Linked DNA regions of Anas platyrhynchos: region 2 is linked to region 1. Evidence: chromatin contacts called from public Hi-C data. All regions are on one chromosome and are shown on one strand. Each heading gives the region's core, a stretch centred on a gene start, on an enhancer-like site or on the middle of the called end of the contact. The rest is flanking DNA. Distances are from core to core; before and after follow the strand shown.

Region 1 (3,493 bases), core at 992-3,491:
AAGAACTGCTGGACTTGGAGCACCAGAAAATTACCTTCTCCTTTTAACATTTTTTTAATTTAAGTCAGTCATATTGAATTAAGAGCACTTACTGTACAGAGAAAAATTCTTTACAATGGTGCAAAACAAGTCGCTACTGAATGAACTAAAGACTGACTTCCGCAGGCAGAACCCTCTTTTAATTAAAGAAAAATACAATTAAACATTTTTCCTGCTGAGTGACTAAGACTTACTTTTCAGTTTCCCTGCAAATAGTGTTTTATTGGTAGGATTTTGTCTGATGTTTCTCATCACCGTTGGCAAAGCAGATACCTTTCTGTCACGAGCACATTATGATAGTATAGAAAACAAGCAACTCCTTGGACTTCTCCCACTGGTTAGCTTCCTGGTTAATCTTTCTTTCTAGATGTAACAGCTAATACCTGTCTTTCTGTGAAAGCATCAGAGGGTTCCTCCAAGTGCTAAACTGGAGCAGTTCTTCCACCTGGGAATCCAGCAAGTGCTGCCTGCAGAATAAGAGCTTATTCCAGAAAATGTAACTGTTCATGGTCCCTACCTAGTACTTCAGCAAAGAGACAAATTCACGTTCCTGTCATTCATCTTTGAAGGAAAAGGAGTGTCATTTATTTTGGTCTTCATCAGCGTTGGTAAATAATGATGATCTGTTTCACTGAATTTTAAAAGCCTGACAGCGAAACCGATGCTACATTATTCTGGGCTGCAAGAGGAAGTAAGTTTCCTTCACATGGGACTGGTCCAATGCCAGGTTTGGAAAATTCCAAGACATGCTGTGTAGCCAAAGCAGAGGCCTGATGCACCCATAAAGAAGAAGCAGACTAAGCAAGATGCCTTAGCGTTGCCTTGCTTTAAACCCAAACATAAGCACATTAAAACATGGTAATGGGTAACATCATACATGCATCTTATAACACTGTAACACCACTAGCAGTATTTTATAACACAGGTATGCATAAATATACAAAAGCACGTAACTGCAAACAGAGGAACAGGGATTTGGGATATATTTGCCCAAGAAGTGCACAGGAAAATATGTTCAAATAGAATTTGCAAGATAAGAGCAAAGGATGTAGAGCAAGCAGGAAAGATGTGTGGTGAGAGCAAAACAGACCTGCAGAACAGAGAGGAGATAGGTCTGATAGAACCAGAACAAGCCTGCAAAATGAATAAGATGCCAGCAAAATCAAGGTAAGCCTTACTTCCCAAAATAATATGAACTATGTCAAAAGCAGATGAGCTCACACCCTTTTCTTCCAGGGAGGAAGCAAGGTGCGTAAGACATTAAGCAAAAAAGATGGTAATTAATGAAAATCACAAAATTCTCACTTTGATTCCAGCGCCTCCTGTCAAAGAGCTTTCAAGCACCTTACATTGACCTCAGCAACTAAAACCATCGAGACCTGTAATTACCAGCTTTAAATACAGGGCAACAGTTCCAGAGCGCTGGATATTCATCACTTCACAGTTTTAAATCTCCTCTCCTTACAGCTCTGAGAAAGCTCAGAAATAATCACAAGGGTATTTGACGATCTGCCCCCAGATTTACGCGACCTTCATCCTGCTGCGATGATCCTATAAAAGAGATCCATAACCAAGATCCTTCTACTCACGGAACCGAGTGCCTCAGATTTTAGGGCCAGGTCAATCCCTGCAAGTCCCTCTAGAGAGGGACAAGATGCAATGAACTGTTTCAAAGGGAAAGAGTTTATTATTTCCACAGAGGCCACTAGCATCCCTCCAGGAGGACCTGAGAGCCCTCTCTGAGCGAAGAAAGCCCTCTATTTAGGAAAGCGGGCTCCTACAGAGCTAGGTCCGGGGAAGTTGGCACAGTTACTCACCGCCCACGGCCACAAGGAGGTCTCAGCACACAGGGACAAGGTTTCCCTTCTCCACACCGGCCCTCAGCCACAACCCTCGCCACCCAAACCCCTCAGGCAAAGCTCTGACTCCGGACCCCACCGGGCGCCCACAAAATCCCTCCGGGCAGCCCCAACGGGGCACCCCAGCGCCTTTTTCCCGTAGTTTACCCCAAGCTCTCCGGTTAGGAGCTGCCCGGTTTCCCTCACCCCTGCCAGCAGCTGCTTTCCCCGCTTGTCTGAGGTGAGGGAGGCGGCGGCGAGAGGCGAGGCAGCCCCGGCCGGCAGCCGCCGCGCCAATGGCGGCGCCGAGTCCCCTCAGAGCAGGGCGGCTCCGCCGGCTCCGGCCCGCCCTCACGGGGCTGGGCTCGGCTTTGGGGCACCTGTGGGCACCGCAAGGGCGGCTGGAGGAAGCGGGGAGGGTGTCAGGGCTGTGGGGAAACCGTCACGGGTGTGGGGAGGGTGTTCTGGGTGCGGGGACTGCGCCGGGTGCAGGAGGTGGGAAGGAGTTTTGGGAGTGGGTTTGAGAGGGCACTGCTGAGGGTTGTGGCTGTGCAGCTGGAAAGAGGGTATTTCTCATCGAGTCCACACAAATCACATCGAGTTTGGCTCGACTGGCTGCCTGGAGGGAAAATGATCTGCATTTCACTTTATCTGGTAGTGGGTAAGCTGAGAGGCGACAAGATACGCCTGTTTGCAGTAGATATATGCAGCGATAATGAAGGTTTCAGTCATCTGTTTGTCCAGGAAGCCACTCTAAGTGGTTTTCTGTTTAATTGGTGGCACAAAATACACACGCCACCATTTGGTAGGATGATCCAGCAGGACTTTTCCTCTGAACTGAGCCTTGTTTGGCTATCGAAGTGCCAAGATGAAGCTGGAGTCCCTCTGGGATCAGGCCGACAGCACCAACTCCCTGTCTTTCAGACAGCCCTCGAGGTGCTGCTTTTGCCTTACATACGATCTTCCCAAGCCATTTGTTTTATATTTTTAATCCTGTTTGGGGACACCTGGAAAATTTCAGTCCCTGGAGTGCTGAAAGTAGAGCCTGGACTGCCAAGCCTGCAAGGTTGCTCAGGGTGTGCTCTGGCCATGCTCACAGGACCCCACTTTTCAATGACTTCCCTCTTGCGGCCACAGTTTGCATCGATTCACTCCCCAAATCCTCCGTAATCAACACTGTGTTCCTAGTCATCATAAAGCCTTGAATTTCACCTGCTACTCTAAGTTAGGTATGGTGAAAAAATTTAATGCTTATTAGAAAAAAAAAAAAAAAAGGCAGCATTTTTATCACAAGTCAGTAAATTACATGTATTTTCAATTTCAGCTGTTTTATGTGGGGCTTTCTGTCAACAAAAATAGGGAATAGAGCATGCTTTATGCATTATCTGATAATACCCTGGATTTTAAATGGGGCTTCCTTTCAGTTCACATGGATCAGAGTGAACTGGAGACCTTGTGAAAGCTTAAAACTCAGTTACTCCCTCTAATAATCTCCATTCAAGTGCCTCTTAACCACACACCCTGTTTATTTAGATAAATGCAGTGTACTAAGCTGCATTTCTTCAAACCCACGCTGAACTCCAGCTCTGCACACATCGAGAAACACAGCTTGGTAC
Region 2 (3,524 bases), core at 878-3,377, 150 kb after region 1:
AGCCAGTGTTTAACCACAAGATAATTCTTTAAATAGATGCCTGATGAAGTGTACTATGACTTTTGGAAACTCATCTCCCCTGGTGTACTGGCTCTTCATGCCTTCTGAAATAGTAAAAAACAGAAAAAAAGGCAAGTGGTTTGGGCTAAGAACCAGGCAGAGAGGCCAGCAGGACTGTAACTAGTAAAAGAAGTCCTCTAGCACCCAGATGGGAGAAGGCAGAGACCAGTTTCGGCCCAGCGAGTTGGCGATGGAGACGGAATGGTTTTACTGGCTGATTCTGGGTGTGGGTGGAGAAGTTTCCTGTGTGCAGACCAAGAATCATAGGTTGGCTGGGGCTTTCGCTCCCCTTATGTTTTGGATGAGCCACTGCAAGGTGGCGGAGCTGGGTGTGTGGCCATCTGGAGGATGTCGGTTGACAGCTGCAAAATGCAGAGGAGTTGTCTTCTCTCCATTAGCTCAAGGGCACCCATGGTGAGAAGCTGAAACCCTCCACTGCTGAAAACTTAGTGTCTTTTTTCCACAGGTCTGCAGCACAGTCGTGATTTAGTCTTAATTAAGATGCCAATCTAAAAATATCCTGTCATATTCGTTTTTTTTTTTTTTAAATTATGGCAGGATATTTTTAGATTGGCATCTCAAGTCTGCTCATTCTTCGTATATGTCCCCACAAAGGTATAAACCACTTTTATCACAACCTTGATCTTGGAGCACAAATCTGAGCAGTTGTGAGCTCCCAGAGCTTTTATTAGTTGCGATCTACAACCTTTTGCTATATATTATGCACTGCTTCGGCAGAGCCTACGGTTCTGCAGCAGAAAAGAGAGGCTATTGCTAAAAACAGCATAGCATACACATCAGTTTAAGCTTCCTCTCTTCCTTCTTATCTCTGAAGTTTATGCCAGATTAAAGTTTAGATAAGGCAGGCTCACCTCTGTCACTGCCCTCCAAGAAACCACTTTGCGAGACTGGAATGTCTCCCCCAGGGAGGAAAGACTTGTTTCTGCCCACACAAGAAAAGCAGATAAGACTTTGTGCCTGTGGGCAGAATACTTTCCCCCTTTGGTAGTGATTTTTTAATTTTTATTTTATTTTTTATTTTTTTTACAGTTCATAATTATCATGACTCAGGGACCTGCAGTTTTAGAGATTAATAAATTAAAATCTGGCAACTGCAGCATTTTATCTACAGCCGTGGTAGAAGTTTGCTGGAGAGCAGAGGGCCGGGTGGGTTTTGGACAGGATTTTATTGCTGTATTTCAGCTCTGCCTGAGGTGACAAGGCAGGTGCCAGGGCTTGCCAGCTGCCTCATATGCTCACTTTGTGGGGCTCTTTGGAGAGCAAAAGAAGCAAAAAAAAAACACGCTTCATGCACATTAAAAGGCACTCAAGGGCAGCACAAGGATGGACAGAGGGATCGCTGACTTGGCACACAAGTCCTGTGAGGAGCGGCTGAGGGAACTGGGGGTGTTTGGTCTGGAGAAGAGGAGGCTCAGGGCAGACAACATTGCTTTCTGCAACTGCCTGAAAATAAGGTGTGGGGAGCTGGGCTCCTCTGCTTATAGGTAATCAGTGATAGGACCAGAGGAAATGGCCTCAAGTTGCATCAGGGGAGGTTCAGGTTGGAAATGAGGAGACATTTCTGCTCAGAAAGAGCAGTCAGACATTGGGACAGGTTGCCCCGGGGAGATGGTGGGGTCACCATCCCTGGGGGTGTTCAAGGAAAAGCTGGATGTGGTGTTTAGGGACATGGTTTAGTGGGTGATATTGGTGGTAGGGGGCTGGTTGGACCAGATGATCTTGGAGGGCTTTTCCAACCCTGATGATTCTGGGATTGTGTGACAGAGGGACTGTAGGAGAACACCTCACACACAAACACACTCACACACACACTCAGACAGCCAAGCTTGCCACGGGGCCTCACAGCCCACTTACACCATCTGACAAGCAACAATATAAAACACCAGCACGCCTCTGTACAGTTAAAACCGCCTTTATTTAACCCCGACCTCCACCAACTCCCCCATCCCCTCAGCGCCGCGCGGGAAAGGCCCTTTTACGGCAGTGTGGCACCCGCCCCGGCTTTCCCTACGGAGCCGGGCGCGGCGCTGCTTTACGGCAGCGTCCCGCCGACCTTCCCCGGGCGCGCTTTACGGCAGCGCGGCGGGGGCGGGGAAGATGTCTGAGCGGGGAGAAGCCCCGGCGGCGGCGGCGGGAGTCGGGCCCGAGATGCCGGCCAAGAAGCAGAAGCTGAGCAGCGACGAGAACAGCAACCCCGGGGACCTGTCCGGAGACGAGAACGTGAGCTCCGAGCTGGGAACTAAGCGCTGGGGTTGAGGCGAAGGGGCCGCGGCCAGGCCCGGCCCCGCTCTGAGGGGGCAGCGCCGCGATCGTTCCTGAGGCAGGGCCCCGGCCTCGGACCCCCCGGCCGGGCCCTCAGGGGGTCGGGGATCCCCTGTGGGGGCTGTTGAGGGGGATCCCCGGCTGTGGGGAGCCCTGTGGGGCTGAGGGAGCGCCCCTGCTTTGCCTCCACGTGGGTGAGGGGGAACTGGGGGCCCACGGTGGGCTCCGGCCCCGACCAAAGTGGGCTCAGGCCCCGAGTGGTGCTCAGGAGCTGCGTTAAAATGTCGCTTTTAATTTGTGTTTTTACACGTGAAACAGCAAAAAGAGCCTGTGGTCTTTCTCCCCGTGTCGTTCGGCTTCACGACCACGTTGTAGAGTAAAAGTTGGTGTAAGTGTACGCGTGCGGCCCCGCGGTGGAGGAGGAGTAGGGGATAGTGCTCAGGCGCTGGCAGCAGAAGGCAGCTGTGAGGGGTGAGGATGTGAGCTCCAAGCTTTTCTTTGTGACATTTCTTCTCAGAAAGAGCAGTCAGGCACTGGGATGTGTTGCCCAGGGAGGTGGTGGTGTCACCATCCCTGGGGGTGTTCAAGGAAAGGTTGGATGTGGTGCTTGAGGACAGGGTTTAGTGGGTGACATTGGTAGTAGGCAGATGGTTGGAGCTGATGAGCTTGATGGTCTTTTTGAACCTTAATGATTCTAGGGTTCTAAGCTGTGCTAAAATCCAGTGCTCAGGACTTGAAGGAGCTAGGTTGGTACAGAATAGCTCTGTACCCAAAAAGCAATCTCAGGTATTTAGCACTCACACAGTTGCTGAAGTGGGGGAGTTACTCTGGTGTTATCCCTGCACAACCCTTCCCTTGGCTAGATCATTTATCCAGAAAGTGAGGGATCTACGCCACGTCCCCAGTACCCTGTGGAAGTGCTGTTCGTGGGGGAACAGTTCCGAGGTGCTGTGTCCTGCTGCTGCTGAGCCTCTTTAGGTGCTCATCACCATCTGGCAGCTGGTTGTGCAGACCTGCAAACATCTGTTTGCCCTGCAGACACATGCGTTTGTGAATCTGAGTGAGGCATGATGCCAGATTTCGGGCTTGCGTTAGCATTTGTTGTAGGTTAGCATGTGGGCTGTGTGGGTACTGAAGATGTGGCCAGTCTCAAAAGGGAAAGCAGTCTGTTTCCGAGGGTT

The links. Hi-C and Micro-C count contacts between places; a contact is called where the count stands out from the background.
Region 2: a Hi-C map of skeletal muscle shows a contact between it and region 1, with 2.9 times the contacts expected there. The contact joins the promoter of EED here to the promoter of SYTL2 in region 1. A contact is called at or near these places in 6 of 8 Hi-C or Micro-C datasets (F1 follicle, F5 follicle, liver and 2 more).

Annotation. Positions count from the first base shown.
Region 1 is chr1:201,311,661-201,315,153 of IASCAAS_PekinDuck_T2T, forward strand. SYTL2 (synaptotagmin like 2) reads right to left here and starts at 2,242. Exons shown (of 19, transcript XM_072032843.1): 1 at 2,085-2,242. All of the region lies in intron 1 of CCDC83 (coiled-coil domain containing 83), which reads left to right.
Region 2 is chr1:201,456,930-201,460,453 of IASCAAS_PekinDuck_T2T, forward strand. It overlaps EED (embryonic ectoderm development), which reads left to right and starts at 2,128. Exons shown (of 12, transcript XM_005029748.6): 1 at 2,128-2,301. The coding sequence starts at 2,179.